3 separate regions of the Mus musculus genome follow, and regions 2 and 3 are each linked to region 1. A link is a contact called in public promoter capture Hi-C data. All regions are on one chromosome and are shown on one strand. Each heading gives the region's core, a stretch centred on a gene start, on an enhancer-like site or on the middle of the called end of the contact. The rest is flanking DNA. Distances are from core to core; before and after follow the strand shown. Region 1 holds the start of 2610027K06Rik (RIKEN cDNA 2610027K06 gene). Region 2 holds the start of Ppm1e (protein phosphatase 1E (PP2C domain containing)). Region 3 holds the start of Ypel2 (yippee like 2).

What was found. Promoter capture Hi-C pulls out the DNA fragments that hold promoters and counts their contacts.
Region 2: a contact with region 1 is called in a promoter capture Hi-C map of pre-B cells, with 2.4 times the contacts expected there. The contact joins the promoter of Ppm1e here to the promoter of 2610027K06Rik in region 1. A contact is called at or near these places in 1 of 39 promoter capture datasets (pre-B cells) and 1 of 484 Hi-C or Micro-C datasets (embryonic stem cells).
Region 3: a promoter capture Hi-C map of stem cell-derived epiblast-like cells shows a contact between it and region 1, with 4 times the contacts expected there. The contact joins the promoter of Ypel2 here to the promoter of 2610027K06Rik in region 1. A contact is called at or near these places in 4 of 39 promoter capture datasets (3T3-L1-derived adipocytes, cranial neural crest, pre-B cells and 1 more), 1 of 15 datasets of contacts at CTCF or cohesin (embryonic stem cells), 5 of 484 Hi-C or Micro-C datasets (the G1E-ER4 cell line, cardiomyocytes, embryonic stem cells and 2 more) and 2 of 115 datasets of contacts at active chromatin or transcription factors (embryonic stem cells and stem cell-derived neural progenitor cells).

Annotation. Positions count from the first base shown.
Region 1 is chr11:85,830,311-85,834,586 of GRCm38.p6, forward strand. 2610027K06Rik (RIKEN cDNA 2610027K06 gene) reads right to left here and starts at 2,078. Exons shown (of 5, transcript NR_077059.1): 1 at 1,858-2,078. Tbx2 (T-box 2) reads left to right here and starts at 2,305. Exons shown (of 7, transcript NM_009324.2): 1 at 2,305-3,191. The coding sequence starts at 2,797. RefSeq lists an enhancer at 1-210 and a promoter at 1,840-2,830.
Region 2 is chr11:87,356,790-87,361,065 of GRCm38.p6, forward strand. Ppm1e (protein phosphatase 1E (PP2C domain containing)) reads right to left here and starts at 2,205. Exons shown (of 7, transcript NM_177167.4): 1 at 1,660-2,205. The coding sequence starts at 2,114. It overlaps Gm33937 (a long non-coding RNA gene), which reads left to right and starts at 740. Exons shown (of 5, transcript XR_003949755.1): 1 at 740-1,104; 2 at 1,237-2,081; 3 at 3,056-3,153; 4 at 3,375-3,479; 5 at 3,845-4,276.
Region 3 is chr11:86,991,334-86,995,609 of GRCm38.p6, forward strand. Ypel2 (yippee like 2) reads right to left here and starts at 2,429. Exons shown (of 5, transcript NM_001005341.3): 1 at 2,259-2,429. Gm51915 (a long non-coding RNA gene) reads left to right here. Exons shown (of 3, transcript XR_003949754.1): 2 at 701-840; 3 at 1,010-3,004.

The DNA.
Region 1 (4,276 bases), core at 828-3,327:
ACTCTGCCCAGGGGACTCCCCCAGGGGCGCCTGTTCCTGGGAAGGGGAGATGAGTGGGGGTAGACCCAGGCGGGGGTAGGGCGAAGCAGGAGTTGCGAGCCGCAAGGCGCCGCTCGAGAGGCTGCTTAGGCCGCCCCAGCACCAGTTTTCGATGCTACAAGGATATTCTAAGAAAATTTTGTTGGGGATGGGTCGATAAAGAATCTTAAGAGCGGCTAAAGCAGGTCATCCAGGTGACTACGTGATGGGGGTGGGGGTGGGGGGGTGGCTGGAGCTGTTGGTGGAAACCCAACCTGCCCTGAAAACGTCTCTGACCAGTCGCAGGTCCTTAGCTCTATAGGTGGGATTCAGATCCCCTAATGTAGCCACTGGGCGACAGCTGTCCGATTTCGTGGACCAATAACTCAGACCTTCATGTTTTAACTCTCAGGCCTAAACGGGTAGACCAGCTACTGTATGCTACCCAGGAAAATGACCAAAATACATACTTCGATACATACACATTTTTACAAGGTACTAAAGTGCCTGTCCCCATACACACAACTTAGCAAATGTCCTGCCAACTCGGAAAGCTGAACTGACTACTTCTTGTTCACCTCACTAACTGTCCAAGTGTGTTCAGACACATCTCTCCTGGAGGAGCCACATCCTGTCTGAATTGGAAGCAGTGCAAAGCTGCAATGGATCTCTCACCGGCTGCGAACACCGCGAAGCTAGAGCTGAAGGTTCACTGTGGGCAGAGAAAAGAGTGAGAAAAGCGACCTAGGAGTAAGGTCCTGAAGAAAAACCCAGTGGGGCAGGCGCGCACAGGGTTATGAAGAATTACAAGCGCCTGGTGTTGGCTCAGATGTATAGGAAAAAAGGTCGTGGAGGCCAAACGACTCCTGCTGGTCTCAACCCCGTACTGCCGGGGGCAACTAGCTTTTAAACGCCTTTCTGGGCGGTCAGCTACCAAGTGCCTGAAGACCTGGTGTATGCAGCGGAGGGGCAAGCTGCCTGGGCCACTTACGTGGTAGGTGCCTACCACGGGGACATAGGGCTGGAGCGGCAGAATTCGCTTATACTGGTTGGGAGGGTGGGAGTATCCACTGTGGCTAGTTCACACCCTGCTTCCCCTCCCCAACAAGCACAAGGGTGTGAGCCTCAACCCTAAACAGGCAAGTGTATGATCGTTTTACTCTGGGCACACCTGATTATGGTTTTACACACACACACACACAGAGAGAGAGAGAGAGAGAGAGAAAGAGAGAGAGAGAGAGAGAGAGAGAGAGAGAGAGAGAGAGAGAGAGAGAGAGAGAGAGAGAGAGGAAGATGCATTGGGGCTGTTGCCAGAGAGATAACGAAGACTGATCGTCGAAGGGGGTGTTCACACTTGCTGGCAAACACCTCGATTCCCATCCGCATTACTCAGCTTTCCTGAACTAGGGAGCCTTGAGCTTCCAAGGGACGGAAACAATCTCTAGAGAAGTGACTGAGAAGAAAAGATGCCAGAGTTTAGGAAGAGATAGATGGGCTTGCATCTCCAGTACCGGATGCGGCGAAAATTCCTTCTGGCGCGTGTGGAGAATCTGAGTTCTAGGATCAACTAGCGCGGCACCGCCTTGGGCTCTGTAGAAGGTGCGCTCACCTACCTGGTCCCAAGGATCCATTTTCCTACTCGCCAGAAGGTTTTGGCTTAGTGACCTGACACAGACCTTCTTTAGGCTAAATGCCCGGCCCTTCTGGAACCCCAGGTTCCTGAGTCTACGAGGGGAGGAGCAGGTGGGGGTGGGGACCCTTCGTTTCCCCAGCGCAAGGCGGCGTCCCGTTCCCGCCCGTGCCGGCCCCATCAGGGTTCTGCCATGGCTCCCCACTCACCGGCTCCGGACACCTGATTCGGCTCCGGGACCTCGGCCGCCCGAGCCTCCTGATTTGCCCGCCCACCGGCCTCGCTTTCCAGTGCCCGCAGCCTCCCTCTGAAGTGCATGGACCCGGGGCGGTGACCGGGAGTGGGGTGGGAGGCCAGGCTGGGTCGCAGGCAAGAGCGGCCGGGCCTCCCGGCGCGGGAGGGAAAGGGCGCCCCCTCTCCTCTCCGGAACGTGTCAATGCTTTGCACTTGGGGCCGGCATGCGGCTAGGGGGTCCTTCCCCAAGGCCCCGGGACCCGGGCGCCCCCTGCCTCAGGCCCTTACGGCGGGTCAGATCGGTCCTCTGCGCTTTCCAGCCCTCGCCCAGGCAGCGGCGGGCGCGGGCGGCGAGGTGGGGGCCAGGCCAGGGGGAGGGGTCTCGGGGCCCGCTGGCCCGTCATTGGTTAATATTTTATTCTGTTGACATGTTTTCTTACTGCTGAGGCTTCCGACACCTTCTCCCTGGCCTCCCCTCCCGTCCAGAGCTTGGCCTGAGCTGTCAAAACCCCGCCCCCGGAGACCCACAATTGGTCCAAAAAGCGTAAAATCAGCAATCAAGGGGGGCCTGGCTCGTTAGCGCAGGGGATCCGAACAGGGCAGGACATGTGAGATAGTCACAGTTTTCCAGAGATCAGGACAAGATCTAACCAGTCGCGCGTGGTCCCCGGCGCCGGAGCCGGCCAGCCCAGCCCAGCCCAGCCCAGCCCAGCCCCGCGCAGCGCCCCCTCCGCCCCCGCGTCCAGAGCCCTGCGCCCCTTGAGGTGCGCGGGACGGGGAGCCGGGAGAAGCCGCTGCCGCGCCCGCCGCCCGGGCCGTCCGTCCTCCGCGCGCGCCGCCGCCCGGGCCGGGGGTCCGAGGCGCGCGCCCCCGGCCCCGGCCCCGGCTCCCAGGAGCCTGGGCCGGATGTCCCGATGAGAGAGCCGGCGCTGGCAGCCAGCGCCATGGCTTACCACCCGTTCCACGCGCCACGGCCCGCCGACTTCCCCATGTCCGCCTTCCTGGCGGCAGCGCAGCCCTCCTTCTTCCCGGCGCTAGCGCTGCCGCCCGGCGCGCTAGGCAAGCCTCTGCCGGACCCGGGCCTGGCGGGGGCGGCGGCCGCGGCAGCAGCGGCGGCGGCGGCGGCCGAGGCGGGGCTGCACGTCTCGGCACTCGGCCCGCACCCGCCCGCCGCGCATCTGCGCTCGCTCAAGAGCCTGGAACCCGAGGACGAGGTGGAGGACGACCCCAAGGTGACGCTGGAGGCCAAGGAGCTGTGGGACCAGTTCCACAAGCTGGGCACCGAGATGGTCATCACCAAGTCCGGGAGGTAGGACGGGCCGGGCGGGCGGGCTCGGGGACCGCACAGCACCCACCACCACTGGGTCGATGCTCTCTCGGATTGCCCCCGCTCCGGCCCTGGCGCCACACTCCTTTCCACAGACAAGCAAGCTGACTTTTTTTTTTTTCCGTTTGGCTCCGGAGCGAATTAAAAAAGAAAAAGAAAAGCAAACATCTCTCGATTGAAATAAAACGAAAACACGTTCCTAAAGAATAGTCCCAACTGTTCTGAGTCTCAAAGCCCCGGAGACTCTGGCGGGTCTCCACAGCCCCTTGCGGTCTCACTGTTTTTTTTTTGTTTTGTTTTGTTTTGTTTTGTTTTGTTTTTGTTTTTGTTTTTTCCGTCTCCTGGACGGTCTGGAAGTTCCTAAGAAAAGGGATCTTTCCCGGATTCTCCGCTCTGATCACTGGAGTCCATAGTGGGACTAGCATCCCGCCTCCTGCTAGCTCCAGGCTGACCACTTGGTTCCGGCAGAGAGTTGTCCAGCCCACAGCTAGGCCTTGGAGAGAGTCTTGCTTGTCCTTGGAGCTTGGAGCACTGGACCAGCCACCTCTTGAGGCCTTAAAGCCAGAAGAAAAATAAAATCCCCAATCTTCCCAGCACTCCAGTCTCTGAAAGTCCAGGCCTCAGGTTCACCCTGTTCCCCCGAAATTCTAGGCTAGGGTTCCCTGATTAAGCCTCTAAATCGTTTCTCCCAGACAAAGACCTTGATAGTTTATTTCTTCAAGCCCTGTCCCAAGAGTTTATTTCCTCTCTACGAATTTCAAGGCAATTCAGAAAAGCCTAGTGTATCTCTAAAGGGCCTAGTTTCCTTTCCTGGGCATCAACCCTCATCTTAGATCAGAGTGGAGGAAAGGTCTCCAGACTGAGTGCAAAACGCATCCAAAGCTTTACAAAACAGGCTCTGGCCGGCAGAAATAGGATGTCTTGGGAGTAAGAAGCACAGGCTGGGTCTTTCCAGGTAGCAACACAGCACAAGTGGAGGACATTGTGACAAATTATGTAGATAGGGAAGCTTCAAGTAGGATGTCATGTCATTGTCGGGAAGGTAAAGGGACAAAAAAGAGCCGGGT
Region 2 (4,276 bases), core at 955-3,454, 1.5 Mb after region 1:
GCTAGTTTTAACTCAAACACAAACTTCTGTGCTTCATTGGCAATCACCTTCTCATCGTAATCATTTTTCTAATTGATATGTACATTTTGATTAATCTTGTTTCCTTATCACATTAAAAATAAAAAAACACCCACATCTTACCATTTCATTCTGTGCATCTCAGTTTTAAAAGCCTTGAAATGTTCAGACTGTACTACATTAATGGCAGTATGGGAGCGTCCCTAATCCTTAAATTGTTCTGGGAGCATATGTGTAAGGGTAAAAACTGTCCAGATAGTACTAGTCTGAGATAAATCCCTTCACTTTGGTAAATACTTCCACTATATTTAAGTGTCTGAATCATGTAATTTTTTTAAAATGGCATTCTGTAGGTCCTTTTCTGTGATAGTTAAAAAAAAAAAAAAAGAAATACTCAACCATTAATGCTGTTTATCCCCAGGTGGTGGTATTACACGCCATTTTATTTTTGCATTTCCCCAAAACACACAATTCCCCTGGTAATTGAACAGTATTTTAAAATTAATTACTGGATGGTTTATAAAGTGTGGCATCCGCACAGTCCAATTCTACAGATCTGCTCAGTGGCTTTTCCCTTTGACAGGCTGCTGCTTTTAACAGGAGAATGGTTTGATCAGTTGTCTATGAGGTCTGATGAAGACAAAATAGCTTTCTTTTCTAGCCCCCTCCAGGCTTTGGAGAAATCCAGGAAGTGGGTTTGAACTTAGCCGCAGTGAATCTTGCGATAGTAAACTTTTGGGGTGGTCAGAGTAACACCTTTCATTACAACTATTAGCTGAATGGCAAAAGACTCTCGGGTTTCCCAGTGTTTGCAGAGGCATTATTTCAGAACAATTCCATTTGGAAAGAAACGCGATTGTAAACCGTTTCTATTTCAAGCCCATAAAAAGCAGAACTCGGATGAAAGGCAAAGCCTTGACCTTTCTATTTTAGACTTGCATCTGGGTAGCTAAGCCATCTGCTTTTCTCCCACCTCCCACCCCATCTACTTAATGGACTGAAAATACTGCACTTAATTGCAATTTTATCCAACCAGGCTGACTTTTCTGACTTACGACCTCGTCTTTTCACCTAACGGCTTGCTCGGTAGGGTTTTACTTACCCTTCCTTCCCAATTCCTCCCTACCGCTCTCAATTATATGCTGTCAAATGTCTGCAAAGTATGATACTAGGCTCTCACGTAAGAAAGCCATCTATAGAGCCTTTTCATTTCAACAGTGAGCGCCTGACGGAAAATCTAGGGGTCTGGGCTCCTCTGGGCACCGACGGTATTAGCTTTGTTGCGGTTATGTAGAAAGGCACCTCTTACTGCCTGTAAAGGAGTCGCGCGTCCCCACCGCCCAACAAGGAACGCAGCCCGGGAAAGGACAGACAGACGAAGGTGGGAGGAAACCCCGGGAAGAAAGGCGCAGGGAAGAATGGGGAGCCCAAGACGGGAGGGAAGACCTTGGCAGGAAGGTTCTGGAGGAAGGTGTGCGAAGTGGCCGAGAAGCTGGCCGAGAGGGCCAGCGAAGAGGGGCCGGGGGCAGGCGGGGGGGACCCCGCCCGGGTGCCCCGCGGGGACATGGGTAGCGGGGACGGGAACCCAGGCCGGCACCCCGGGGATGGCGGCCCACCCGCGGCCGAGCCCCGCTACTTAACTATTTGTAGAGCTGCTGCAGGCACAGGTCCAGGCTCTCGCCCTCCACCTCCTCTCGGGTGATGCGCTCCGACAGCGGCCGTGGGAGCGGGGGCAGCGGTGGCAGCTGGGGCTGCGGCGGTGGCGGCACGGCCGAGTGCCCCGGGGCAGCCGCTTCCTCCTCTTCCTCCTCCTCGCCCTCCGTCGCCGTCTCCTCCTCCACCGCCTCGTCTTCGGGCTCGGGGTCTTGGTCCTGCTCCCCCTCCTCGGTCGCCTCTACCGTCGCAGCGTCCTCCCCCGGTTCCTCCCCCGAAGCCTCGGCCGCCTCAGCCGCGACTAGCTCGGCTTCGGGCTCGGGCTCGGGCTCGGATTCGGGTTCGGGCTCTGGCTCGCCGCCACCGCACGGTCCGCGGAACTCGCCCAGGAACAGCTCCAGGAAGCGCCGGTAAGTTTTCTCCTCAGGGATGCAGCCCGCCATCGTTGCTCATGCCCCGAGGTCCACCGGGAAGGGGGTGGGAGGTGAGCCCAGGAGGAGGAGGGGGCTGCTTCGGAGCCTCGCCTCCCGCTACGGAGGGGGAACGGCCGCACGGGCACCGGCGATCAGCACTGGGTTGCCTGGAGAGGGCTCCCGCAGGCGTGCGCGCCACCGAGCTCGGACGTGCGCGGCCCGGGGGCGGGGGCGGAGCGCGCCACCCCGCTCCGGTCTGGAGGGAAAGTTGGTGGCGGGCGCGCGCACAGGGTCCAGCGGCGGCCCACCCGCAATCCCTACCGAGAGCTCAGCCCACGCTGCCTAGAGACTGTCGCCATGGCAACCGGTTCTAATTAAGAATTCCAAGGTCCCTCCCGTCGAGTCTGTGGAGTGGTAAGGACGCTGGACTCCTGCACTCCAACTTCGAATGGTCTTTGTGGGGTGAAGACCCTAGTTTCATGATAAGCACTGAGACATCTCTGTTGGTTCCACCAGGAGTGTACTGACTTCAGTTTCCTTATCTGCTTGCCTTGCCGTAGTATATCTCTTGATCCGATGGCACGCAGTAAACACCTTTTACTAATGATATGTGTTGAAAAAGTAAAGGTCCAGGCACGAGCACCCAAAAAGGGTAGTTTCCTTTGTCTAGGTTCTTTCGTTTGATTCTATGTATCCTCCTTTCTCAAAAAGATGAACGTGAGAAATTAAACAGTAATTCGCTTGCTTAAAAGTCAAGACTTTCTAGCTGTGGCATTGGTGTTAGAGCCCCTTTCAAAGTCTCCAAAGCCTTTAGAATCTTTCCCCTTAACTCTGCTCTATGAAAATCTAGCTGTGCCTCGTATCTACACAATGTCTTATTTATATAGGGCTTTGCAGTTTACACGTGTTCGTCTCTAATCCTCACAGCCTTTTAAGGCAAAGGTTATTACCGTTAGGATTCTGTTTTACAGATGAGGAAACAAGCCTTCAAAACAGTGACTTTGCTCAAGGTCAAAAGCAAGCGATGCAACAAGAATTCAATCCGAGATTGAAGTGGTAGATTTCACTTGTAAGTTTTCCATCACCCAAAAACCCCTGCTTAGTTTCTGTATAATGCATGTCATTATATTATATTATCCTACCATATAATCCGTATTTTGTCTATATTTTGTTTGTTCTTCCCCACCACCTCCTGTGTCTCTTCTTACTCCCTCCCCCAAGCTAGAACTGAAATGACTTTAAATTATTCTAATTTTCTTACCAAACTATAAACAAACCTATTATTTTCAGGCTTCATGGTGATGATGTTGGTGGTGGGTGCTTTGAAGATGCTGTGCTGTACAGCTGTATGGATGATAGCATCATTGCTGCATACTACCACGTCCACGGCAGCATGTAATTCAGCACAAACATAGTGATTTTTCCCCTCTGCTTTGAAAAAACATGTACTCACAAATTATCCACTCCATCTCTCCATTTATTGTTTCTGGGTTTCAGCTGGATTTAGGATCAGAAATACCATTTCCAGTCAGTTATTAATGACAGAAGAGGGTGCGTTCTCACCAACTGTTTTCCTATAATGCTGTATTTTTAAATCCCTGACCCGATACTGTTATTTTAAGATTAAGTGGGTTGAACTTACTAATGGTATCATGTAAAATAGAGTTCTATGCTCTCTCCTAGGTCAAGATTAAATAATACATGATAGAAAGTGTATAGTAAATAATGCACTTAGAATTTTTTCTATTTTTTTTCCTAAGATGAATGGAAAGACCAAACTAGTCTGTAGAAAGAAACTGCTCCATGGGATGCCAAGAAAGCCCTCAAAGTCATTTGTTTTCGACCTACTTGCTTACTGCCATTTCAGAAAAACTAGAGAAGAGCTGGGGTGCTGGCACAACCCTTAATCCCAGTACTCTGGAGGCAGAGACCAGTGGTGCTCTGAGTCCTAGGTCAGCCTGGACTGTCAAGTCCTAGGTCATCCAAGGCTATGTAGTAAGACCTTTAATAATAATAATAATAATAATAATAATAATAATAATAATAATAATGGAGTGACAACTTTCTAGGCTGCAGCAACTTTAAACGCCAATTTTACATTCCAACAAACTCTTACTATCCCCAATTTTAACACAGTGACATTTTAGTTCAGGAGTGCATAGCTGTCAATGCTAACAATTCATGTCAAGCTT
Region 3 (4,276 bases), core at 1,179-3,678, 1.2 Mb after region 1:
TTTCTAAATATTACTCTGGACATATTCATGCACAGCCAGGCTAGAGGACCTCCGCCCTGAACCAATGTTTCTCAAACTGAAGGTCGTGACCCATTTGGTTAGGAAATCAAATTAATGAGTCATGACCACCAGCTGATTGTTGTTTTTCTAATGAAGCAGGAAAAAGAACAGCACATACATACTGCAGGTAGTATGGCAACAGTCACTGCCTCCTAGAATGTCTAGTCCAGGCTAGCATGCATTGCTATAATGTATCCCTTACTGCGGATCCCTAGCCAAGTTTGAAAATCATGGTTCTAAAGAATTGAAGGGGTTTTGTTTGGTTTTGTTTTTTTTTGTTTGTTTGTTTGTTTTCTGAGACAAAGGGTCTCCCTACATAGCCCTGCCTAACCTGGAATCCCTTTATACAGCCCAGGCTGACCTCAAACTTGCAGTGATCAGAACTTACCTCACGGGGTACTGGGGTTAGATATTTACCACCACTCCCGGCTGGGAAAACTAGTCACTGTTTTTCTGAGACAGGATTTCTGTGTAGCTTTAGCTGTCCTGGAACCTGCTTTGTAGACTAGGCTGGTCTCAGAGATCCCACCTGTCTCTGTCTCCCAGATGCTGGGATTAAAGGCGTGTACTGCCACTGCCTGGCAAAGGCACATATTCTTATCTGTGTTCTTTATTTTCCATTTCCCACCCTTATCTCAAGGCAAGCAGAGAGATCTAAGAAGTGATGTTACTGAACCCTAAACTAGGCAGAGCCCAACTGAGGCAGTGCACGAGCCCAGGTACCCCGCTCTATCGCATCCGACCCTGTCGTGGAATCCGGGACAAATCACAGTGCCTAAGGTAAGATTCCCCAGCTCTTCTCAGGCCGGGCTTGTAAAGAACCCAGTCACTCATCACAGCTCAGTACAAAACCGGGGGTGGGAGCAGTCATAGTTAAGTATGAACCAGTCACAATGAGATATGTGTATGAAAATGTTCTAATAAAGCCATTATTTTTGACAAATTACAGAATTTACAAAATGATGTAAAGAGAGTGAAACTTCCTCAAAGATAAGAATATCAAATGCTAAGAAAGCTGATGGACTGAACTCAGGTAAAACCTACAGCAGTGTGTGCCAAAAGGAAAAGCAACCCAATCTTACTGACCAGATCCTGTAAACCCCCAAACCAGGCAGACTACTGCAGAGCCTCAAGCATGAGGTTTACTGTAATTCCTTTGTGCCTCTAATGTTCTGTAAATGGGGTTCAGAAAAGTAATCCCTAGGCTTGTTGTTCAGTGCTCTGGACAGGGAGCCCATCTTGCGAGAACGAAGACAAGCATGAGGAACAAAAGACTAATAGGACTCCAACTCAGTGGCTCAAAGACCCTCCAACGTGGCAACAACAAATCAACAAGGAAGCCAAAAAGCAGGGCTCCGGCGCATTTGCCATTTCCAGCAGCCGGGCCGTGGAAGGCTAGGCAAACCGGAGGATGCTCGCTCAGCTTTTTAAAAACTGTGGGTAAAAGTGAAGTCAGAGGTGGCAGGCAGTTCTTTGCACGAGGGGTCCAAAGCAACAGTGCTTCCCCCTAAGTGCCAGCCAGGAGACGGGTGTAAGGTTCCACTGTTTCGGAAAAAAAAAAAAATCACCCGAAGGGAGTCAGCAACCAGGCAGGTAAACTTGAAGCAGGAAGAGAGGCAGGAGCCAGCTGCGGGAGGGACTCTCCGCAGAGGCCCCCGCAGCGAGTCTGGCAACAGAGTTCGTGCCCACCCCTTGGCAAGGCCGCAGGGGAGGCGCCGGGAAGCGTCCAGGCAGGAACTCGCTGTGGTTCCCTTGGCTTGGGGCTGCCGAAGCGCTCCGGGGACTTTAGAGGGCGACGTGCCCCAGACCCAACTATCTCAATGGAGACATCGACCATACAGCCGGGTGCCGCCGGGTGCCATCCGTGGGGGGTGGGTCACGCCGAACAAGGGAGGCGTTGGCGCTCAGGTCTCTGGGTCCCCATATTTGCCAGGCGGCTCGTCGCCACCCGCCGAGTCCCGAACCCGGAGCGCGCGCCAGTGTTTGTAAACAAACCGGTCACGTGGCTGCAGCAACCCGTTCCCCGCCCCTAGCACCCCGGGAACCTTCGGGGAGCCCCCTCGGGACCGCGACAGCACCGCCCCAGCCGAGCCCGGCTGCACGCAGCCCAGGAGCCCGACCGTCCCCAGGGCGCACAGCCCGAACTGGAGCGGAATGCGCCCCACGCCCACGCGAGCCCAGCTCGAGATCCCTCATACCTGGCGGTAGGCTGCCCGGTCCGGCCAGCGCCGGGCTCTCCGGAGTGCTTGGCGATGAAGGACTGCACGGCTGACTCTAGCGCTCCCTGCGCGCTCTTAAAGCCACAGTCTCCGCCACCGCCGCCGCCACTGCCGCTCCGCATCCCTCCGAATCCGGGCTGGGGGCTTGCCGGGTGACAGACGCGCCCCCGCGCCTATCCCATCGGCTCAGCACATAGCAACACGCCACTGGTTGGCCCTGCACGGCCGCAGCCCATCCGCCAGGAGCCAATCACTGGAGGACGGAACTCCGCCCCTGCTTTCCCTGCCTCCCGCCCCCAACCCCCACCCGCCCCTCGGCCCTGGCGGGGCGCGCGTGCGAGGAGTGTGGCAAGGTCTGGGTCCCGCCAGTCCTGGCAGCTGGCGGGCAGGGCTGGGAGAAGAGGTGATTAGAGTGGGGGAGCTCTCTGAGATAGGAGCCTGTTTGTCTGGCTTTACTGGGATTCCCAGGACCCGGGGTTATGTTGGGAAGTGGGATTTACAGTGCTTTTGTTTTGAGAACCTAGATAGTAATTCCTCGCTCCACTTTTTAAGCCACTCCTGACCCAGAGCCTAAGTTACTAAAAGTGACCCGCAGAGTTCAAGGCAGGTGTATTTAGTAAGATAGTACCAGTCTCGTCATGCCCACCCATGCCCTGCTCAGAAGCGGAGATTCTCTATTTCCTCTGCCCTGCTCGAAATTTCCTAATTAAAACTAGGAAAGGGTTGTCTGGTGTGTTCGAGTCCCTGGGTTGGATCCCCAGTACTGAGAGTGGAAGAGCATAGAGAAAGACTATAGAGAAACTGGGATCCCTATTGCTAATGGTTAGTGAGGTCTATTAGCAACAGAAAATACAATAAGAGTAGTCAAGGTGACCAAAAGGGAGGAACTGGCATTCTGGGTCAGTGGGGTGGTGCTTTTCAAGGAAGAGAGGGTTAAAAAATAAACTCATGACAGTCGGGAAGTCCAGGGAGGCACCAGGTGGGTGGAGTGGGGCAGAGTCTTCCTACCGGAAAACAGGTCAATTTGATAAAAGAATTTCTGCGGGGGGGGGGGCGGGGGAGACACGGCAGACCCACCCTTTTTTCTAAGACACTGGGATTCTGAATGGTGTTGGGGCAAAATACATGTTTTCATTGCTATTTTAGAAGAGAAAAAAACACAAGGTAATTGGACAAGGTGGTTCTCTGCTTTATAGCCCAATTATAACCCAAGGCTTGGGAAGTGTTAGAAGTTTAAGGTCATTCTTGGTTAGATCGGTCCAAGCTAGCCAGGTTACTGAAAAAGAGAAAAAAAAAAAGTTCATGCGGGGTTGGGGTGCTGAAGGAGGCCCAGGAACCTTTGGTCTCCTATCTGGCAGCAGTTTACACACAAACCCAGGCTGGTATTTGGGTAGATCCCCGGGTGACTCAAAAACGTCACCTGTCACTCCACCCAGCTGTTTTTAATACATATGCAATCAACTAAATTGTCTTCAGTGAATGTACATCGCATGGTTAGGGATGAAAAAAAGTCCCAACGTTAGTAAGAACAAAACCACTCATTTTTGCCGGCAGATACCGGTTTCAGTGTAGGGGCACTGTCAATATTTACAATTGACTGCTTTGGGAATTATAAATCCTGGAGTCCAAAAGCCTTCAGCTAACTAACCACAACCTTGAAAAGACTTGAGATTGGATCTTTAAGAAGATATACTAAATTCTTTAGATTATCAAAAGCTTGATTACCAGCCCAAGGCTGCTTTCTGAGGTTAAATTCCTCTGTGCCCTTAGGCCTTAGTACCCATCGCCTAAAAGAAGGGAGGGCTGGGATCTGGTGGTGGAACTCACAGTAGAGACTTTGCCTAAGGTTCTTGAGGCTCTGGGTTCAATACCCATTACTGCAGAAATAAATAAGGACGGCTGAAATAAGATGGTTTCTGACATCCCTTCCAACTCTAACATTTCAAATCAGGAACCAGGAAATCAAATTGGTTACATTTCTGCAATAGTGTGTTACT